2 separate regions of the Sus scrofa genome follow, and region 2 is linked to region 1. Evidence: chromatin contacts called from public Hi-C data. All regions are on one chromosome and are shown on one strand. The core of a region is the stretch at or near the end of the contact, and the rest is flanking DNA. Distances in the headings are between cores, read along the strand shown.

Region 1 (5,660 bases), core at 2,047-4,546:
GATGTGAACATGGACATTCAAGGCCCCACCTTCCCCCAAGTTCAAAGAGTACTCATTTTATTTATTTTTATGGAAGCACAGTTGATTTACAATGTCATATTAGTTTCAGATGTACAGCACAGTGATTAATATATATATATTAATGAATATATTCATTTTTCAGATTCTTTTCCTTACAGGTTATCACAAAATATTGAATATAGTTCCCTTGCTACAACAGTAGGTCCTTGTTGGCTATCTATTTTATATATGGTAGTGTGTATTATATTAATCCCAATTCTAATGTATTCCTCCCCCCACCTTTCCTCTTTGGCAACTATAAGTTTGTTTTCTATGTCTGTAGGTCTATTTGTTTGGTAAATAGATTCATCTGTACTTTTTTTTTTTTTTAAGATTCCACATATAAGCGATATCATGTGATATTTGTCTTTGTCTGGCTTACTTCACTCAGTGTGGTAATCCCTCCATGTGCTGCAAATGGCATTATTTCATTCTTTTTTATGCCTTTTTTATGCCACTGTATATATGTACCACATCTTCTCTATCCATTCCTCTGTTAGTGGACATTTAGGTTGCTTCCATGTCTTGGCTATTGTAAATAATGCTGAAATGAACACTGGGGCGCCTGTATCTTTTCAAATTATGGTTTGCTCTGGATATGTGCCAGCTATGACTGTTGGATCATATGATAACTCTATTTTTAGTTTTTAAAGGAACCTCCATACTGTTCTCCACAGTGGCTGTACCAATTTACATTCTCATCAATGGTGTAGGAGGGGATCCCTTTCTCCACACCCTCTCCATCATTTATTATTTGTAGATTCTTACTGGAATGAGGTGATAGTTCACTGTAGTTTGGATTTGCATTTCTCTAGTAATTAGTGATATGGAGCATTTTGTCATGTGCCTGTTGGCCATCTATAATGTGAAGTGTATTTATTTTAAAAAGAACTATCATTATCTTTAATGGGTGATGGTCAAGCCTCACACAGTACTCTTAGTCTAAGAAGGTGGCTCTGAATTCTAACCCTTACCTTTTTTGTTTTGCTTTTTAGGACTGCACCCGCTGTGTATGGAAGTTCCCAGCTAGGGTCGAATCAGAGCTATAGCTGCTGGCCTACACCATAGCCACAGCCACGCAGGATCTGATCTGGGTCTCCGACCTACACCACAGCTCACAACACTGCTGGATTCAGAGCCCACTGAGTGAGGCTGGGGATCACATCTGCAACCCGCAACCTCAGGGATGCTAGTCGGATTCGTTTCTGTTGGCCACGACGGGAAGTCCTAACCCTTAAATTCTTATTCAGGTAGGGTGCATGGGAAAGTTGTTTAGCTTTCTTTTCCTCTGCTGCTTCATCTATGGAAGTAAGGTAAAATTTTAGCTAGATGGATTTTCTAAGGAATGCATTATTTGAGATGTCTGCAGGTTATTCCTTTATGTAACTAAACTAAATATATTTGAAGGAACTATTTTTGAAGTGAAACACATACCTTATTTTTATATAAAACCTACCAATTATCAAGTACCTTTTCTGAAAAGAGTCATCACCAGTAGCATCAATTACCATAGGGAGCGTGAGACGGGGATGCTCTAGACAGCAGTCAGCAAACTATGGCCTGCAGGCTGTTTTTGTAAGGCATAGGAAATAAGAATAGTTTTTTACATTTGTACATGACCTAGACCATATGTGGCTCGAAAAGCCTAAAATAATTACTGTGTGGCCCTTTGCAGGCTTGAGCTCTCAAGAAAGAGTGTAGGCCTCTTTGCCACATGTCCACTTAAAGTGAACTTATGCTCTGTCACCAAAGGAAGCACATCCATCTTGGCACGAGGTAGCTCACATATTTGTGGAAAAATAAAGGCTCCCGGCACTTGAAGGTCTTTTGCTGCTTGTTATTACACTCTCTCACCTTCAGGTTTTTGGTAATCATGTGCCTGCCCCGGCAGTCTCTTCCTCTTTCTACTCGCCACCTTTCTAACCTTGGCTGGTGATAACCTGGCTTATAAACATTTTAAGCAATGTAAGATTAAGCTGGTTATGGGAAGACCCTAAAACTATTTTCTAAGAAAAACACAGGTGGTTTGGTGCAGGGATTTGGTGACTTATTTTTATTGTCCCAAGGCCTTTTTATTTATTTCCAGGTTCTCAGCTACTCTTCTGAAAAGCAAGGTTGCAGGAAAGATGGACAGGTCATACTGCAGTATGTCTGATCACTTTTCATTTTTTGTAAGAAAAATAGCGTTATATCTGAAAAGGCACTCAGCAAAAAATTAAAGTGAAGCAACATGAATCATAGGATTTCCTTGGGATATAGATGAGAGAGGGAGAGAGCGCAATAAATAAATATTACTTTTACAATCAAAAAAGCCATTTTCATTAAAAAATAAATTGGAAAGATCCAATGTCACTGACCTAGCTCAACGATTTTCCGATTTCCTTCTAGCATATTTTATTTCATCCCTTTTTTTTTTTTTTTTTGGTCCATGCCAGGGCCAGGGATCCAATGCGAGCCACAGCAGTGGCCAAGCCTCTGCAGTGACAACGCTGGATCCTTAACCCGCTACACCACAAGAGAACTCCGATTTTGTTTTTTACTATTATAGATATTGTATTTATGGGTTTTTATTTTGATTCACACTTGGTTTGCCATAAGTAACCTACAGTTACTCTAATACTGAAAAATAAACGGAAAATATGAAATGCAAGAATGCTAACGATCAATAGAGTGAACGGCCTGTTGACCTCTGCTCCACTCATTTTATACACGTTCCACGAATAATACCCAACCTGGATGGTGTTATGGCTCAAAACACTTTAGTTCATTTCACTTTCATAACAGCCCAGTGAGGTGGGGGCACCTTCTGGAAGGTAAAATAACTTGGTTAAAGTCACTGGCTAGCCCGGGGAGAGGTTCAACAGCCTGGTCCGGAAAACAGGAACAGGTCTTTGGAGGCGCTTCTAGTTACACGAGAGCTTTTACTACGCTCTGGCCTTTGTTTCCTCATCTGACAGTTACCTTCACAGACTCAAAACCTGCCTCTTCCCATCGAGGCACAGGGCGGCCTGGGGAAACCTGTAGTTCACACCAAAAGCCAACAGGCTCCATGCCCAAGGCCCCAGTGCCAAGGCAGTAAGAAGAGAGAACACGGTCCGTCCCTCCCGCGAGCAGCGGCTTCTGCAAACTGGCCCCAGACTAACCTGACCAGGTCGGTCATGCAGGAGCCCACCACCACCACTGCCGCCGCCACCTGCTCCTGCCACTGCCTCCCGGGTTCCCCAGACGCGGCCATTGCTCTACGTCGGCGCTCTCCAACCAGGAGGCTGCCCTTTAACCTTTGCCCGACCCGGTAACCAGGGACGCCACTCCTACGCTCCCTAACGACGCGGGCCTTGCAGGACGTCCGTGCGGGTCGCCCACCTGAATGCCCGAAATAACCCCGCCCACCAACTGCCCCCAGTTCTTCCAGGAATTGTCTCCCTGCACAGCTTCCCGCTACAGAGCCCTCCTGATCGGTCCAGACTCCGTGCTGCTTGCCGCGCACGAGGCAGGCGCCGAGGCAGGAACTTTCAGGCACTGCGGGGACGCCTCTCCGAGCGCCTGGCCTGGCGCGGCCGGGGACGCGCACGCCGCCCGGCTCCTGGGCCGCAGAGGGGGCGGGGCGGGACGTCCGGGGGGCGCGCACGCATCCGGCCCGCGGTGCGCGCGCAGGTTGGTGCGTCGGTCGGGGGCGCGCTCGGGTAACCTGTACCCCACGTAGTCGCCGGTTACCGATCGGACTAAGCTCCAGGTACCTGGACTGGGGCTGGTGCGGGGAGGTTGGATCCCGAGTCGCACAGGTGGTGCTAAGGACAGTGGTTTAAATATGCCCAGGGCTCGCCTCCTCTTTCTATAGAGAAGGCCCCTGTTCCAAAGATGCCCTGTTCATTCCCATCATGCTGGCTCCCTAGAGAACGAGCCCCCAAGGCCAGAGGCTGCTCTTTCCATGCCTAGCCCGCCCCTGGTCCCTGATTAAGCTCAGCTCCTTCCTCCTTCCCGCCTGATGAGGGGATCGTACAATTTGGGAGAAGGAAGAGCCTCTGGTCCCTTTTAGATGTCCCCCTTTGGAGCGGGATGTCATTCTTTGGGTTCGAGTCGACTTGTTTTTCTTGAACATTGCCCCTTGGAGAAATTGCTTCCCCCGTGTAACTTCCCTCGTGCGCTGCGTGACGTCGACGTGACGCAGCAGGACGCCACCCCTTTCCGTTCCATGACGTAAGCTGGGCACATGTTTCCGTGTTTGTCATCCCATCTTAATTGCAAGAAACTGACGATGCTTCAGACGTCTTTGTATTCCCCAGGCTGCCCATCAGAGGACCTCATGTGACCCTATTTTGAGGCAGCAGATCCCTATAAAAATTGTATTTCTGCATTTTCCTTCTGTAATACGTCAAAATCAGGAAATAGAAATTGCACAATTAGCATTCAGGGGAGGCTGACCACCGTAAATTTTTGCCTATCTAGGATCTCTTATTGTGCTTCGATGTGTAAAGTTACTACTGGGGGTTGAACCCCCATCCGTGTCCCTTACTCAAAAGGATTGCGCCAAAGAACCATCTTTTTTGGCTGTTTGGTGACCTGTGATTTTGGAATCAGTGGTTTTTTTTTTTTTTTTTCCTTAGAGAAGTCACAACAGCTCCTGCTGAAACATTTTAATGCTGCATGAAATCTTGCACTGTCAAAAGATAGTGTTCTGGCTGTGCTGGAAACAAAGACAAATTCATTCCTTCAGGTGTCATTCTAAGGTCATGCCAGTTGCTGAATTGAATGGGATGTTGTCACCTTAAGTATAGTTTGGTTTCTGGAGCAGGTTTGTTCCCTTTAGTGTTTGCCTGGTGAATCACTAGGCTTCAGCAGTAGACCAACAGTAGTCTAATTTGTTTCTGGTTGTCAAGCAACCATTAGTTTAAATTGGTGACTTTTTTGCTCACATTTTACTAGATGTATGCTTTTTTTTTTTTTTTTTAAAAAAAGCACATTCACTTTGATGCTTTTATTTTTTTGGTGATTGAAGTTATAAATGTTTATTTGAGAGGAAGATGGGTATAGTGGACTTGGAGGGAGATCTGGATTTGAATTCCGATCCTTCTTGCTAGATTTGTGAATCTGTGACTTTGAATAAGTTACTCAATCTTGCCCAGCTTTGGTTTTCTTATCTGTGAAATGGGAATAATACTCTTAACCAGAGAACAGGGTAGTTGTGGGGAAATAAATGAAATTACAGATAGAGGTGGGTAATACAGTGCCCGATACTAAGTCGATTTTCAGAACGTGTTGGGTCTGTTTCCTTTTTTCATAGAAGTGAGAGGTAAAATAGGTATTGTGGGGAAGTACATGGAAGAATAATTCTGTAATGTAGGTAAGGTCCTTTTGCTTTTTCCAAGATGAGTATTTCTGTTTTGCATATGATCTAGATAAGCATCCTTTCAAGAACTGTGACATCAATGGGTAGAAATAAAAGTGGAAATGTTGCAGAATAGGAAAAAAAAAAAGCCTTCAAAATGATAATATAGGCTAGTATGCCCTTCAGAGACAAATTATAAAAGTTATCCATGTCATCTGTAAAATGGGAATTTGAATTCACACCTTAATGGGCCAGGGTTGTGAAGATCAGCTGC
Region 2 (5,360 bases), core at 1,398-3,897, 41 kb before region 1:
GACATGTGAAACACATACCTTCATTATTGACAATTATCGAAGCAGTTCCTGTCGCAGCATCTTCCGTCTGATATGTAAATTCTAAAAGAAGAAAAAAATTACAATCACGTATGTACAGCCTGGCAAGGATAGTCTCTGTTAACAATTTCACTGCACCAGTAATCGTTGGAAAAACTTTTTAACCTTTAACCATCTGGGATGATAAAAAAGAAAGAAGTAATTGGTGCTAATTTATACCCATCACCTATACAATGAGGAAAATACAAGTCTTCACACTTAGTTGCGCCTTTTCTCTACGTGAGTAGCAACCCAGCAAACCGCCCCCGCTCTTAAGTCCTTCCTTCAAGTTCTTCCCAGTTGTATACATATGCATTTCTCTAGACCACTGTATTTCTTTTCTTCGGTGAAAGAAATGACAGACTTGAGATGAAAGATTAAAAGTCAAACTTGTAAAATGAACTTGTTTGATTTTCATTTTCATAAGCTTTGCATCTTTTTTTTTTTTTTTTTTTTTTTGTCTTTTTGCCTTTTCTAGGGCCGCACCCACGGCATATGGAGGTTCCAGGCTAGGGGTCGAATCGGAGCTGTAGCCACCAGCCTACGCCAGAGCCACAGCAACGCGGGATCTGAGCCGCGTCTGCAACCTACACCACAGCTCACGGCAACGCTTGGATCCTCAACCCACTGAGCAAGGCTGGGGATCGAACCCGCAACCTCATGGTTCCCAGTCGGATTTGTTAGCCACTGAGCCACGACGGGAACTCCGTCATAAGCTTTGCATCTTATCAAGAATTATGGTCTGGTGTGTAAATGGAGAGGTCGATCAGCCTTTGGCAGCAGCAAAGAGCCTTGAATGGGAGCCAGAGACCTGCATTCTAGCTAGCAATGTGCTCTTAGACAAATTCAGACCCAGTCTGGCCTTCAGTTTTCTCTTTTGTGAAATGATGGTATCAGCCTCAATGGCTTTGAAGATCATTTCTGGCTATGACATTCAGTGACTTTTCTTCAAATATCTTTTGTGAAGGCAACACCTGATTTCTTTGGTTCCCTGCTTTTGAAACATTTCTACGAGATGAAGGTTTGTTAACCTCCTATCATTTTATTCCCATCTGGAGAAGTGTATGGGAGAGAATTAACAAAGGACATTTAAGCAAGATGAGACAAAGCTGTGTGTAAAAATTCTCTGGCCACCAGGGGAGGATCTAATAATTCTATTCCAGGTTCAACTTTTCTTGTAACCAGATTCCAGAAGAAAGTTATCAGAACTAACTTTAAGAAAGAAAAAATTTTACCTGTAGAAATATCATTCTGCTTTAAGTTTTCTATATAATCATTGCCAAAGGAATCTTTGCCAACCTGTACCAAAGAAATGATGAATGTTAGATCTTTTACATTTAGTAAAATGCTACAATGTAGCCTTTAGAATACTTAGCATTTTAAAAGGGCATATCTACACTGTACTTTATAAACATTAACTAATTAGCCTTCTTAATGTAAGATGCTAGACTTGATTTCAGCCCAAAGAATTGTTATATATTAATGTTTCATTTATAGCCCACCTACAATGTGGAACCTTTAATGACTGTCACACATTCTATAGCTTTCCTCTCACGGATCTGTTATGTGGAAATTCTCACTGAGACAGAGATGGTCCACCATCAACAATTCTCAGTATTTATGATGGGATCTCAGTTGCTTATACTTCACTATAAATGAAGGCATCTTTGTAATGACCTGCCTCGTGTTTCAGAATCTTCTTATCTTCTTCCCTGACCCTGTGTGGGAGGTGGGCAAAGAGGAGGGGACTGAAAAAGCCCTAGCTAACTTGGGTAACTTAGTATAGTGGCCTTGTCTTGTTTTGTGTCCTAGCATCCATTCTGATATTGATACTTCAGTTTTTCCTTCAGATCCCCATTCCTCTTCCATGCATAGACAACACGATTAGGGTAGCACACTTGTCACAACCAGTGACTCTATAGTGATCCATCTTTATCACCCAAACTCTGAGGCGTACATTTGGGTTTGCTCTGGTCTTCTACATTCTATGAGTCTGGACAAATGCATAGACATGTATCCACCATTACAGTTTCATTCAGAGTAGTTGCCCTGCCCTAAAAGTCCCCCTGCTCTCCCGTTCACTCCTCCCTACCCTCAGTCCCAGGAAACTACTGAACTTTGCACCGTCTCCAGTTTTGTCTTTTCCAGAATGCCATGCAATTGGAATCATACAGTAGGTTTCTTGCACTTAGTAATATACATCTGAGGTGTATGGTTTTTTTTTTTTTCATTTTCTTGGGTTGATAACTCATTTCTTTTCCGTGTTGAGTGATATTCCATGATATGGATGTACCACGGTTTCTCTCTCCATCCACCCGCGGAGGGACATCTTGGTTGCTTCCAAGTTTTGGCAGGTGTGAGTTAAGCTACTATAAACATCCATTTGCAGGTGTTTGTGTGGATTCCTCCCTCCTTCTATTTTTAATTTTAATCACCTTGTCACCTTTTAAATGTTAGGAGACTTCACAAAAACAACCCATATTTCCAGGAAGTTCTGAAAACTCAGAGGTCCTGGTAAACACCAGGCCCACATTCCTACAAGATGACCCAGCTGGACCTGTCTCAAAGGTAAACACTGCTCTCTGGTTCACCAGAGCCCTCACCGGCCTATTTGCAATTATGTCACCTGTTTGGCCCCGCAGGCTTTCAGGCCTGCCACTCCTGACTATTCTTCCGTCCTGCAGATGAGCGCTCTGTAGTGTCTCCAGCCAGGTCTGAGCATTCCTGGTGGGTTCTGCTCTTCCACAGCAAAAGTTCTCGGGACATATCAAGGGAAAGAAACCTAGAGGTTTACTTGGCCAAGAACCTCAATGAGGGACAATAACATTTCCTGGGAAGTTTCCTGGATTGCCTAAGAGTCAGAAAAGCTGTTTTTTTTTTTTTTTTTTTTTTTTTTTTCAGTAAAGGGCCAAAGAGGTAGTGTTTCAGACACTGCAGGCCAGATGGGTCTCTTCTGCAACTATTCAACTCTGCTATTGCGGTGCGAAAGCCGCCAAAGACAATCTGTAAACAAATGGGTGTGGCTGTGTTGCAATAAAACTTTATTTATAAAAAACACATGGTTGCCAAGATTTGCCCCACAGGTTGTAGAGTGCTGATCCCTCATTTAAATGCCACCTCTGATACCTTCTTCCTCAAAGAACACTTTTTCCTGTGCTCCTTTTCTGGTGGAAATGTTGATTAGGCAACAATTCAAAAAAGATCATAATGTGTTATTAGGACGCTTTCTATCTCTACAGCAAAGAGCATCCACTACAAAAGAATGCTGTGGGGAGAGCCCCCTGGCGGAAGGAGGTCACCTGCTAAAGGTTTCTGTCCCAGAAGTCGTCTGGCCATTTATCTACCAGGTAAGTGTCAAAGCATCTTGTTTCTTAGGTCAGAGATTCGTGCCAGAAAACAAATCCTTTGTTCTCTCACCTTAAAATTTTTTTTTAAACATTATTTAACTCTGTCTCATGGGTAATCAAAGTGTTATATACTTGGGCAAGTATCCTTACAAGAATCTTGTAGGGATTAAGAAGGGCCAGCCCTGGGCACATGTGGCCCAGTACAAATTAGAGCAAAGAGACTTCTCTCCCCTTTCTTGTCAGGTTTACACAGGTAAAATCTGTTTAAGGTGAATGTCAAGGGCAGGCTTGATAAATGGGGGTGATATTATAAACATTAGGAAGTGCCAGGATTAGGAAGAATTATTAAAGGGGAAGAAGTTTTGCCTTCAAGAAACTGATAATATTGGAGGGAAAATAAGACACAGAGAGGCAACTCCAACACCAGATGGAATCCCATGTGCACAGAGGCCTAATTAGAAAGGGATTCAGGGAGTTCCGTTGTGGTTCAGCAGTAATGAGCCCGATTGGCATCCATGAGGATGTGGGTTTGATCCCTGGCCTGCTCAGTGGGTTAAGGATCCAGGGTTACTGTGAGCCGTGGTGTAGGTCGAAGATGTGGCTTGAATCTGGCGTTGCTGTGGCTGTGGTGTAGGCCAGCAGCTGCAGCTTTGATTCAATCCCTAGCCTGGGAACCTCCATACGCCACACAAGCAGCTCTAAAAGGAAAAAAAAAATGCGAGAGAGGGATTAAGGCTCAGGGTCACTGCTTCCACAGGTTTGCTGCTATTGCATTTTTTTTTTTTTTTTTTGGTCTTTTTGCCATTTCTAGGACTGTCCCCGTGGCATATAGAAGTTCCCAGGCTAGGGGTCTAATCAGAGCTTTAGCTGCCAGCCTATGCCACAGCCACAGCAACGTGGGATCTGAGCAGCATCTGCAAACTATACCCCAGCTCACGGCAACGCTGGATCCTTAACCCACTGAGCAAGGCCAGGGATCGAACCCACAACCTATGGTTCCTAGTCGGATTCATTAACCACTGAGCCACGACGGGAACTCCCTGCTATTGTATTTTAGAGGCTGCAGTAGTTGCCTGTCTTCTTCTTGCCCAGAGAATTACCTGATTGGCTACATCCCTCGGTGATGGTTATGGTTCCTGATTTATTCTAATGGTGATTTCCTGGCAAATCTGTTGGCTGCCCATCTAAACTCTATGTGAGAAGTGGAGTGAAATCCTTTGCTCTTGCCTTTGATACTCCCTTGTTAAACCTAAGTGGAAAAGTAACAACACTGCTGAAGATTACAAGAAGTCGACTCTAGTTCCATGAACTTCCCATGTTGGTCCCAGGGATATACTGCAAAGTAAAAGAAGTGAAAAAGCCTAAGAATAGGAATATTTTTTTCATTTGTGTCTTGGAAGTCAGAAGGCCCTTCCCAGCAGCTGTGTGATATGGGGCAAGCCACTTTAACTGTCTCTAGGCCTCAGTTTTCTTATCTGAAAGTCACAGCCAGCTTGCTGCAAGGATAAAATAAAATAACATGCGCAAAAGGACATTTACAACTTTTAAAGGGTGAAATAATGCTTTGCTGCTACCATCACCATCCTGGGAGCATTGCTGCTGCTGCCGCCGAGGCTGCTTCTCTGGGGGGAAGGGCAGGGCTACTGCTGCTTGGATTCCATCTTATCAATTACTTTCCTGCCCATCGGGTTCTCCCGAGGCTTCCAATTCTTCCTGTTGCTGCCTACCTTCAACAGAAGAGCACTTGATCATGGAAGCAAGTAGGTGGGTATGTTAAAACTATTTCAAAAATGAGATTGTGTTACTATTATTATTCTAGTAAAAACCTTACAGCTCCAGTAATGCTGTGGTGTAACTAATGCTGTTTAATGTGATCATGTATCTCATTCCTTTCATTAGAACAACATAGCTAACTGGGAGCAAACCTCTATCTAGGGTTATGATTTTATTGTGTGG

The links. A called contact is a pair of places that touch in the nucleus more often than the background predicts.
Region 2: a contact with region 1 is called in a Hi-C map of liver, with 2.0 times the contacts expected there. A contact is called at or near these places in 5 of 47 Hi-C or Micro-C datasets (embryonic fibroblasts, fibroblasts, liver and 1 more) and 1 of 2 datasets of targeted methods (alveolar macrophages).

What each region holds. Positions count from the first base shown.
Region 1 is chr3:111,326,412-111,332,071 of Sscrofa11.1, reverse strand. RBKS (ribokinase) reads right to left here and starts at 3,296. Exons shown (of 8, transcript NM_001315776.1): 1 at 3,204-3,296. The coding sequence starts at 3,295. BABAM2 (BRCA1-A complex subunit BRE) reads left to right here and starts at 3,658. Exons shown (of 12, transcript XM_021088348.1): 1 at 3,658-3,793.
Region 2 is chr3:111,367,123-111,372,482 of Sscrofa11.1, reverse strand. It overlaps RBKS (ribokinase), which reads right to left. Exons shown (of 8, transcript NM_001315776.1): 3 at 1,293-1,356; 4 at 19-81. Among named protein-coding and RNA genes, the nearest start is that of RBKS, 41 kb to the right of the region's middle.